4 separate regions of the Mus musculus genome follow, and regions 1, 3 and 4 are each linked to region 2. Evidence: chromatin contacts called from public promoter capture Hi-C data. All regions are on one chromosome and are shown on one strand. The core of a region is the stretch at or near the end of the contact, and the rest is flanking DNA. Distances in the headings are between cores, read along the strand shown. Region 1 holds the start of Lman2l (lectin, mannose-binding 2-like). Region 2 holds the start of Bend6 (BEN domain containing 6). Region 3 overlaps 4931428L18Rik (RIKEN cDNA 4931428L18 gene). Region 4 holds the start of 4931428L18Rik (RIKEN cDNA 4931428L18 gene).

Evidence for each region. Promoter capture Hi-C pulls out the DNA fragments that hold promoters and counts their contacts.
Region 1: a promoter capture Hi-C map of the HPC-7 cell line shows a contact between it and region 2. The contact joins the promoter of Lman2l here to the promoter of Bend6 in region 2. A contact is called at or near these places in 2 of 39 promoter capture datasets (the HPC-7 cell line and cranial neural crest).
Region 3: a contact with region 2 is called in a promoter capture Hi-C map of pre-B cells, with 7 times the contacts expected there. The contact joins the enhancer-like site here to the promoter of Bend6 in region 2. A contact is called at or near these places in 6 of 39 promoter capture datasets (the C10 cell line, cranial neural crest, hippocampal neurons and 2 more) and 1 of 115 datasets of contacts at active chromatin or transcription factors (astrocytes).
Region 4: a contact with region 2 is called in a promoter capture Hi-C map of pre-B cells, with 12 times the contacts expected there. The contact joins the promoter of 4931428L18Rik here to the promoter of Bend6 in region 2. A contact is called at or near these places in 8 of 39 promoter capture datasets (the C10 cell line, cranial neural crest, frontonasal cranial neural crest and 4 more) and 2 of 115 datasets of contacts at active chromatin or transcription factors (astrocytes and embryonic forebrain).

What each region holds. Positions count from the first base shown.
Region 1 is chr1:36,443,897-36,446,596 of GRCm38.p6, reverse strand. Lman2l (lectin, mannose-binding 2-like) reads left to right here and starts at 1,326. Exons shown (of 8, transcript NM_001013374.2): 1 at 1,326-1,547. The coding sequence starts at 1,364.
Region 2 is chr1:33,906,217-33,908,916 of GRCm38.p6, reverse strand. Bend6 (BEN domain containing 6) reads left to right here and starts at 1,296. Exons shown (of 7, transcript NM_177235.3): 1 at 1,296-1,351. It overlaps Dst (dystonin), which reads right to left and starts at 692. Exons shown (of 103, transcript NM_001276764.1): 1 at 465-692. The coding sequence starts at 645.
Region 3 is chr1:31,148,544-31,151,243 of GRCm38.p6, reverse strand. All of the region lies in intron 2 of 4931428L18Rik (RIKEN cDNA 4931428L18 gene), which reads left to right. Among named protein-coding and RNA genes, the nearest start is that of Lgsn, 27 kb to the left of the region's middle. Within about 2 kb of position 1,338, at least 25 of the 459 cell types and tissues checked have an H3K27ac peak or open chromatin away from gene starts, as enhancers often do.
Region 4 is chr1:31,221,353-31,224,052 of GRCm38.p6, reverse strand. 4931428L18Rik (RIKEN cDNA 4931428L18 gene) reads left to right here and starts at 1,397. Exons shown (of 3, transcript NR_033445.1): 1 at 1,397-1,577. Dnaaf6 (dynein axonemal assembly factor 6) reads right to left here and starts at 1,214. Exons shown (of 1, transcript NM_029062.2): 1 at 1-1,214. The coding sequence starts at 1,114. The coding sequence ends at 458.

The sequences.
Region 1 (2,700 bases), core at 77-2,576, 2.5 Mb before region 2:
GAGCAATCAGGCAGGAAGCTGGAACTTGGTGAAATATGAACTCTGGGGTGTAGTACAACCAATTTAAGTTTATCCCTGACCAGCTTACAAGTAAGTGAGACTCAGACTATGGTTATTTTATTTGGCTTTGACAGTTTCTAGGGGTAACCCCTAATCTACTCTTCTAACTGCTGGCCTGGCTACCTCCCCAGTGGTACAGCCTAAGTACTTGGCTGCTTCTTCTGGCCATGGACTCATAGTCCATCTCGTCTCCTGGAGGCTTCCTCCCCTTCTTTCGTTCTTCCTCTTCTCCCCTGGTTTCTCTTCCTTCTGCTCTCTTCTCCACCCTCAACTAAGTAACTTAAAACCCACCTACCTCTAATCCCTCCCTCCAGTAATTGGCTGTAGTCAATTCTATTTAACCAATCATTTTAAATCAAGGAACAAGGTTTGCACAATAAAAGCATGTAACCCTGAAAATTCACACAGAATTTAGCATACACTTAATTTCTATAAATATCATCATGTGATGTTGGTTGATTGTGCTCGTCAACCCAGCATGTAACCCAGGCTGCCCTTTACACATTTTACAGTTTGCCAGATGTTTGTTTCTTTGGTTTGGTTTGCCTGTTTGAGACAGTTTGCCAGATGTTTGTTTCTTTGGTTTGGTTTGCCTGTTTGAGACAAGGTTTCTCTGTGTAGCCTTGGCTATTCTAGAACTTGCTCTGTAGACCAGGCTTGCCTCAAACTCAGAGATCCAAATACCGTTGCCTCCAAGCATTGGGATACAATCCGTGCACCACCACCACCCTGGAACCAGTCGTTTCATTCTAATGAATTACTTAGGTCACTCCCTAACTCACTGTGTTGACTTTGAACTCCTCACCTTCCTGCCTCAGTCTCCAGAGTGCTGGGATGACCTAATGCCTTCCCACATCGTAAGTCAAGTTCTTTACCAACACAGCTAGTCTTCAGTTCCTTCCACTCATTTTAGTCACGGATTTGTCTATTTTTCTTTTTACTTCTATGCCCTCTTGGCTGTTAGCTTGGCGGCCAGGTAGGTACAAATGGCAGTGACAATCGGGAAAAAAAAATGTTTTATCGCTTTAAATTTACTATAGAATGCAGAAACAAACTAAGAATCTCTATTACTAGCAGGCCTGGTGAAGCCTGGGACAAAAGCAGAGAAGGGAGTCTGGACATTCGGCAACGCCCCTTGCCTGGGTTGGCAAGGCAACTGCTACTAGTCAGCCAATCGGTGGGATACTCACCTGCGGGGGAGGGAACTCTCCAGGAGCCAATGGGAGATCGGGCCGATGGTTCCGCAGGCCAATGGGTTGGGCCACGGGGCGGGCTTTTTGATGAAGGGCCGGCGGTGGGAAAGATGGCGGCGGCTTCGAGACCCTCCTGGTGGCAGCGGTGGCGGCGGCGCGCGTGGGCTCGGGACGGGGCCAAGCTTTTGCTCTTTCTCCTTCTGTTGGGGTCTGGGCCGGGGCCGCGGCATGTCAGGGCGGGTCAAGCGGTGGAGTACTTGAAACGGGAGCACTCGCTGTCGAAGCCCTACCAGGGTGAGGCGCCCGGGGCGAGGTGGTCGTGCAGGGAGGGCTTGGGGACCGAGTCGGGACTGAGCTCGAGGACGCAGTCCCCGGCGGGAGGGGGCGCCCCGAGGATCTCCGCTCCTTTGAAGAGCCACAGGTCCGAAGGACAAGGGTCCGCCCCCCACCCCCGCCCCTTTCCGAGCGCTAGAAGTTTCTAGTAGGTCTAGGTAGGGCTCTCAGCTGTCACTAGTGTCAGGCTCGAAGGAAGAGGTGTTTGGAGTTGGACAGAAATATGAGGAGAGAGAACTGAGATAAATGAGGGATGGTTGAGGACCATTAGCGATGAGCCGGTGTCGGGATAGAGTGGTGGCTGCTCTGGATAGAAAGCAAGAACCCGGGTAGAACTCGGTCGGACTGAGGAAGGAGAGGGGGAAAAAAGTCTGTTTGCTGGTTAGAACACCTGCTCCTTCCTTCCCAGGCCGCGAGCCCTGATGATGAAAGAGGCTGGTTAGCATTGCTCTCTTCAGGGATTTCTAGATCTCTAAGCACAGCTCAGTGTCAGAAAATTGACACAGGTGTCTACAAAGAAGAGAAATTAATGCTGTTAGAGCTTAATACAAGTTTGTTTTTCTCGCAGAGCTGTGGATAGGGGGTGCAGGAAACACAAATTTAAACTGCAGAAAGCAGTTTGAATTTTTGTTACTAAGATGTCATTTCTGTTACTAAGATGTCATTATTTTACTGGTTGGTTGTAGTACCTCCTTAGTGTTGGTCCCTGCTGATACTATGGGTTAGTCTGGTTTTTCACCCTGGGGGTACTTATACTTAGTCTAAGGGATTTGGGGATAATCAGCTACACTTGAAAGATTGATTTTATTTTATTTTTTAAATTTTATTTATTTATTTATTTATTTATTTATTTTGTTTTTCGAGACAGGGTTTCTCTGTGTAGCCTTGGCTGTCCTGGAACTCACTCTGTAGACCAGGCTGGCCTCGAACTCAGAAATCCGCTTGCCTCTGCCTCCCAAATGCTGGGATTAAAGGTGTGTGCCATCACTGCCCGGCCTGAAAGATTGATTTTAAAAGAATATGTTTAAGCTCATAGGCTTTTGAGAATATATCTCTTTTAATATAAATGACAAAATTTTTGTCCTTTCATAGTGCTAAAGTTCACCCACACATA
Region 2 (2,700 bases), core at 47-2,546:
GGAAAGCACATTCTAGGTGTCTCTCTCCAATTCCGTGGGCATATTGGGGCGGGGCGGAGAGAGTATTGGACCATCTGTCTCTAAGGTGATTTCTCTGCAAGAAGTTCCAGCAAAGTTGGGAGAGGGGAGCCCATATCATCACGCCTTACTTTTTTATTCCTAAGCTCCAGCAAAGGCTTGGCAAAGATACGAGTACCTCAGCCCAGGACTCCCCTACAATTACCTTCTGGGCTCTAGCAAACTGACCCTAAGAATCGGAGCCTGATCCTTCCTTCCAGGACCTCCGAATCTCCGTGGTTATCCAAACCTGGTGACTCAGAGGATGGAGGTGAGGCCAAAGGGCCAGGGCGCGTTAAATAAATAAATGCACTTAGCTTGAGGAGTGGGCACTGAGTGGGCAGAAGAGGCAGAGAAGGCTTGAACCTCGCTTCTGCCCAGAAGAACCCAGCGGCGGCGTGTCTTACCTCTGCTTCTGGAACGACCCGAAAAGACCGATTTCATCGGATGTCTCCCTTTCTGGAGCTTGCGGTGCCAGCAGCAGAAGAAGACGATGGTGGCGACGGTGCCCAGCAGGAGCAACAAGAGGAAGAGAGCACATTGGATGCTGTAGGGTCTCAGCAAAACGAGGAAAGCGGCGGCGATCATGGTGCGGGCGAGGCGGGGGGCCGTGCGGCGCGGGGCTAAGGCTGCAGAGCGCGCGGGGCGCGGGGCGCGGGACGCGGGGCGGGCGCGGCGGACAGGGGCGAGCGCGGCTCAGCGCGTCAAGCCCGGCGCTCGCGGCCCCGCGCGCGGCCCAATGGCTGCACACCCCGCGCCGGCCCCGGAACGACTGATGGAGAGCAGCGGGCAGCTCTCGCCATGACTCAGCACGCGGCGCAGCGGCGAGAGCCGCGCCCCTCCCTCCGCAGGCGCCCCAGCCCGCGCGCAGCTCTCGGGCTCAGCCCCGCCCGGGACGCAGCCGGCTGGGAGCATCATCGGGTGGCCGCCCGGGGCCTCGGCGTCCTGAAGCCGGCGCACGTGGGGCGGGACGGGGCGCGGCGAGCCGGCGGGGGGCTCGGTGGGTGACGTCACGGGCTGCGGCGGCAGCGGCGGCGCGGGTGCGGGCGCGCGCGCATGGCTGGGGCCGGGACCGAGCGGCGCGCGCCCTCCAGCAGGTCGGTTCGGTGCGCGCGCGGCCCGCCAGGCCACGCGCCGGGCGGCGGTGCGCGGGGACCCCCGGGTTTCGCCTGTGTAAGCCTCCGCGGACCTTCTGCTGGAGGCCGACGTCAGGGGGCGCCAAGGAGCCGGGGGGAACCCGGGCTCCCGCCTCCCTGAGCCCGCCCGGAGGCTGGGGCTCGGAGGATGCAGCAGGGTGAGCTATTTGGTTTGGGGGCGGGGGTAGTCCCTGCGCATGGAGGCGCGAGCACCTGGAAGGGCCATCTCCAAGCTGGTCCAATCTTAGGAAAGGCGGCACGCCGCGGTCTGCAGGCTTGCACCCTACCACCCCCAAACTTGGTGCTGATTCTCAGCCCAGACGTGAGCTCTGCCACGGTCAAAGAACCCTGATTCATTTATTGGCTTTGTAGGGAGAGGTGATTTTAGATGTAAGGATCTGACATGATGAAGGATGAAGGAAGTTGGTGATTGATTGGCCTGTAGATACTGCAGGAGAAATTTTTAGGCACTGTCAGACAACGGCGATCGGTCACACTCGGGTACACACCCTTCTCCCCTTTGCCGTTTTTTTCCAGCTTCCCTTACATTCCGTTACAATCCGCAAAAACTGTATCGCAGTTGTGGGCTGGACACTTGACAGTGATCGCTGATTCGGTGCCAACGAAGAAGGCAAGGCGTGAGCGCTGCGGTGTGCTCTTTTGCGGAGGGCCTCTGCCACCTGGCGAGAAAGCCAAAGCTGCAGTGGCCGCCTGCAGCGTGTTGCGGCCTTAGCGGGCCAGTGCAGTGCTCTGCCCTGCTTGCCCCTAAGGCAAACTGGCTTTCCCTGTGGGAGTTGGATGATTTGTTTTCTTTCATTGACTTGTATTTTTTAAATTAACTATATGACATATGACAAATGAAATATTACATTTGTGCAATTTCTAGTAACTGGCTTGAAACTAAATAATTCGTAAAATTCCAAAAGTCAATTGAAGAATCGATAGGAATGTGTGTATTGTTGTCTAACTATATGAAACCAACTGTTCAGTTCTGCAAAAATGTGTAGCCATTAGTGACTGATAGGTGAATGATGTATTATCAAGTGTGAGCATTAAAAGAAATGCGGAAAGATGTTGCTTAGCCCTGATGCCAGGTTCATAAGCACGGAAAGCACAGGAAAATGTGCTCTTATTTGCATGTTGGCCTCCTAAAACAAATACAGATTGCTATTATATGCCACTCATTCTGTTGTTTGAGGCTGAGGATGGAAAGCACCTTGCTTGCCGACACTGAGGAAGGTGAGACTCTTGACTGTCAGACTGCGGGGAGCACTGGGTGCCAAACAGGCTTCACGGGTCCCTGGCAGTCAGCAGAGCTGTCTGGAACTTCTGCATCCCGTGCACAGAGCTGAAGGGCTCCTGACACTGCAGCCCACTGCAGTAAGAAACTGTATTCCTATCTGCTATGCAGGGGGGCGGGGGGGGGGGGTTGAAGAGAATCCCGAGATCTTGCAAAGTGTGGTACACCGCGAAAGGAAGAACCCAGCACGCTGAGCAGGGCACCGGA
Region 3 (2,700 bases), core at 89-2,588, 2.8 Mb after region 2:
CAATTAAAAAAATCCCAGCACTTTTTCTTAACAGCTGTGCCATCTCTTCAGGCCCACGCCACCCCCACCCTTCAGGTGTTGTGTTTTATAAGAAGAGTCAAGGATATACTTTGTATCAAACATCAAATAGGATGGTGAGGTGGAAGGGGTGCGTTAGTGGGCCCATGCTGGGCCTCCTTTCTCCAGAAAGAGGAGTTAAGAAGGCAGGCGGATTTCTGAGTTCGAGGCCAGCCTGGTCTTCAAAGTGAGCTCCAGGACAGCCAGGGCTATACCGAGAAACCCTGTCTCGAAAAAACCAAAAAAAAAAAAGGTGTAGAGACAGAAAGACAGAAGAGGGAGGGAGAGAAAGAGAGAGGAGAGAAAGGGAAGAGCAGGAAGGGAAGAGAATCAGAGAGAGAAAAGGGGCAGAGAGAGGGAGGAGGGGCCAAACAGCCCCTTTTATAGGAAGCCAGGCCTACCTGGCTGTTGCTAGGTAACTGTTGGGCAGTCCGTAGATGGAATGCTAACACCAGATACACTTTAACTGGTGAGAATACAACGAAGAACAAAGTCTGGTGTTTCTTTTAAAGACATGGTTTCATGTAGCCTAGACAGCCTTCAAACTCATTACAAGGCCAAGGGTGACCTTGAATTTGTGATCCTCCTTCCTCCACCTCCCAAATGATGGGAGGACGGGCAAGCACTCCTTTTCCTTGCCCACTGTTTTAGAAATTGAAGATACTTTGGTAAGAGTAGACATGACAACAGAGAGCCATGGCCTGTAGTGAGGGAACTTGTAAAGAGTTCTCCACCCAAATACTTACCTGACAGTGAAGTTTCTGTCACAGTGCCCTTGAGGCAGCGTTAGCTTGTGCAGCGTCAGATTTGGCAGTGTGCTTCACAGCCTCCCCCACTTCACTGTCACAAAGCCTGCTGCCCCTGGATGGCCTCTTCTAACTCTAATCAGATATTAGAGGCCCCCGGTTTAAAAGTGTAGTCAAATTACATGTTCACCTTCCTGATCTTTCACAATCGGAAACCGCTCAATCTCTCCAAACCATAGCTCTCCTCTTGCTTCTAGAATTCTCTCACCCTTGTTCTCCCCATTCAAAACACACAATCGTACCATTAGTTGTAGAAAGCACTGGATTGTCTGACTGTTGCTTACTAGTCTGCTGATAGACTAAGTTAAACCAAGGTTGCCACATACAGAAGCTGCTCTCTGTTGCCACTAACATACACGAAGAGAATGTTTCCAAAGTGACTTGGCAATGTTTACATAGGAGCTAAGGTGGGTCCCCATTGTGGCAGTTCCCGTCACAGTCTCCCTGTGCTGCAATCAAACAGCACTAGCAAACCGGAGAACCGTGAGACCAGCTTTGTAAGCCAAAGCAAGAGGCATTCTCCTGTGAGTCTGGTCTGGAAGTGATTTGAAACTTGGGCCACCTTCAGATTGTCTTCCAGAAATGGGCCATAAATTTAAAATTTGAGCATCATCTCTTTGAGAGCCATCTGGTGCTGATTTTTCTTCGGCACCTCCTGAGAACTCGAGGGAGCCAAAGAAGGAAGGAAACAATAATTCTTTTCTTTGCAGCTGCTGAAGTAGTCATCAACGTTTGTTTTCCTTTTACCTACAAATGAGAACCAGCATTTAGAGCAGGCCAGGTTTTGTTAATGCGATGGCTTAGGGGCCAGAAGGGAATGACTTATTTTGTTATATTTAATCCTAATGGCTGTGGGGCATCTAAGCTTTCTTGAATCAGATAATGTGATTTCTCAGCTCCAGGGTGATAACAGGGGGTAAAAACCAAAGCAGATTTGTTACAGAATAGCCTCTTTTTCCAAGAGGCAACACACTTTTCCTATGCTTTGTCCATTGCAGGATAAATATTGTATTTGTACATATTGTTCATGATAAGACCTTTGAGTCTACCCTTTTCCTCAGTGCTTATTGTCACCAACATCAACATCTCCTCCAATCTGCATATTACGTTTGGGTAACTCCTGAACGTAGATGCAAGTTTCTATGAATATATAACCTATTTTATTATTTATGGTATAAAAGAGACAGAATCAATAAAAACAAACTCCCCAAGGGCCACCATTTCCTTGAGACAACAGGTACACTGCTTTGTCCCAGGCACAGCAGACAGTTGACTTCGTGGTAAGATTGGAAAGCTCTTCCCAGAAACTGGAACTTAACACTTGCCGAGAAGCCTGGAGTGTGAGAATGCTCAGTGAGGCTCAGCTTCTTTGGTCAGACTGACCTAGAGCTCTGTGCTCCAAAACATCCAAATGAACTAAAGTAGGTGCAGATGCTCTGTCTGCCTTAGTTCACTTTTAGTACATTTACTTCCTTTCCTTAAGAGTGTCTTTATCCTTACTGTGGGCAAGAGAGAAATAGGAAGAGGGGCAAGAGCAGGGGTAAGTCACACCTACGGGGATTCTCTGAATTCAAACTGAAAACAGGAAATAACTGACCCTATGTCATGGTTTTCACAAGGGCTCATCATGCTGGTGATGACACATAAAACAGCCTTCCTAGTGTTTCTCTAAAGAACAACAAAATGCAATTTAGAAAACAGTGGTAACAGTCTATAAACCTTATGCCTATACTGTTTGCCTCTCCCCATCAATACACCAGAGACACTTCATTTCATCAATCATCTGACCAAGAACCACTGCCTGAGGCTCAGCAGGGACAAAGGCTGCGGAAAGCTG
Region 4 (2,700 bases), core at 148-2,647, 2.7 Mb after region 2:
AAGCCCTAGATTGAAAACATCCTAAATCATGTTAAAATCAATGAAAAAGCAACCAAATGAATTTTTCTGGTGACAATAATGACAAATCCCTATGTAGCAGATTGTATGGTAATGTAATTAGTTAGCTGAAGTTCTTCAGACTGCTGATTTAAGTGAATCACTTATTTCATGGTCATAGCTCTGCTGTGTGATTGACCATGTAATAACCTAGATGGTTAACCTGAAAATATTTTATTCAGCTCTCACTATAGAAATGGAACAGCACCTTATTGTATGAAACAACCATATGTCATAACAGTAATAGAATTGACTATATTTGATCAAAACACCACTAAAATTCTGAACCTTTCTAAAATATGTCGGGGGTGGGGGGAGAACATAAACAACCAGTATTCAAAGGTAGAAAAAAAAATGTTCTTGTCATGATTTCTTTCTATCTCTTCTTATTCATACAGTTTCAGGAAATATTAAAATCCAAATCCCTTTGGACGGTCATCCTGACTTCAAGTGTTTCAGCTTCCCAGATATAGGATGCTCTAGCACTGTTCCGTTCCACGGGCTGGGGAAAGTTTACTAACAGCTTCTTTCTAGGAGTGCGAAGATCAAGGAGCATTTCTTGGATATCAATTTGAATTTCAGAAGGGTTTGTATTGGGCAGTTTAATTTTCACCACCAGCTCCTGGCAGCATGCCGTTGAAGGATCCTTTCTTGTTAATCCTAGGTATACGTCCTCAGTTCCCACAGTTTGTTGGAATACAATCTCATAATCTGGAATTTCACGAACATCCCATATATCATCATGCTCTGCTCCTTCTGGAACCTCTTCTGGATTCCAGATGTTCTCACTTTCATCACTCCTGGGTTCAGGAATAGCTTTGGACTCTTTTGCTTTAGGTGGTCCAATATTCCCAGGGCCCATGGCTCCAATAGTAAATGAGCATTGCCCCTGTTCAAAATCAAAACCATCCTCTTCTTCGGGATTGAGGAGACTGGATAGTGCTTGAAGGGACCAGGCAGAAGACAATGTCACAAATTGCATATTTTTACCTTCCTTGCTCTTTGCTTCCAAATTCCCTGTTACCACATTCTCAGCTTCAGCATTTTCTGATTCCATTATTCAAATATAGATAAGAGTGTACCTCAAGGGTAGAGTGCTTGCTAAATGTGGAAGAAGGTCTGAATTGGATCCCAGGTGCTTGGTCAGTGCTGTTCACAGCCTAGGAGCCGAAAATAAACTGCCACTCGCTGTGCGTTGCTCTGTTGCCTGGGTAACAACTTTGTTGAACTTCCCTTTTCCACCTCTAGTTCCTGCTTGACTCTGCTAGCCAATCACAGGAGAGTCTCCTTTGAAACAATACCAGCAGCAGCCAATCCCAGCTCGTCCCGTTCAGGGTCTATGGCTGCCATTTCTAGTTAAGTAGATCGACCTGGGTTAGGCTGTGGGATCCATCATGCTAGCTCCTGAGAGTTCACAGCTTCTCTGCGGTAGTCCGGGTCCTCCCGCTTCTCTCAGACTGCCTCTCCCCACCTCTGCCTTTACTTTGAAGACCAGATACCCAGCTGGCTCAGCCACAGAGGTAAGAGCAGGATGTTACCATTTGTCCTGCAAGCTTTTTGCAGTGAGCTTTTCTCCCCCTCCTCCACTCCGCCCCCACTCCTCCTAAGCATCATTTTTAAAACCTGAGTGGGTTTCTATTCCTTTTCTAAAGTATTTTATTTTTATTTGGGAGGGAGTTGAGTGGTGGCTCAGCACTTAACGTTCAGTGCTCTTCCAGAGAACTGGGGTTTATTTCTCAGCACCCACATAGACGCTTATAACTCTGTAATTCAGTTGCGGGGCATCTTTTTCTGACCTCAGTGAGCACCAGGTACACATGTGGTATGCAGACATACATGAAGACAAAACACTACTCCGCTACTTTACTTGTGCCAACCTGACATATACCTAACCAAGATCTAGGTGGGAAGAAAGAATCTTGTGTTTCGACTAGCTTTTGATTACACAGCCATCTCTCCAGCCCAGGAAGAGTGAATTATAAGTGAGAAAATAAAAGTGGCCTATAGGCAAAAATGGAGGACACTTTCTCAATGATTGATGTGGGAGGGCCAGCCCTCAGTAGGCAGTACTACCCCTGGGCAGGTGGTCCTGGATTACATAACAAAGAAGGTAACAAAGAAGGCTAAGGAAGCCTTGGGGGTCTAGGCAGTAAGCAGCCCTCCTCCATGGCTTGTACTTCAATTCCTGCCTCCATGTTCTTGCCTTGAGTTCTTGCTCTGAGTTGTCTCAGTGATGGAGTGTGATCTGAAAGTTGTGAGCTAGAATAAGCTTTTTTTCCCACCCATTTGCTTTTGGACATGATGCTTGATCACAACCATATGAATCATAATTAAGATGAAAAATACTAGCCAGACTGTGGGATATTGCTGTGGAATACACCTAACCATATTGTTTGCAGTTGGGGAGGGGTGTGGAAAAAATGGACAGAATAGCCATTGGTGCTCAGAGCTCAATAAGCTATTATTCTATGGGAGCTTGGAAGATAAGAAGGCTGAGAGCTATGTAGGCAGTGCAGACTTGGTTTGTGAGTTTCACAAGGATATAAAGACTACAAGGGCCAGGTGAGGTGGTGCATGCGTTTAGTCCCAGCACTCAGGAAGCAGAAACAAGCGGATCTCTGAGTTCATAGCCAGCCTCTTTTA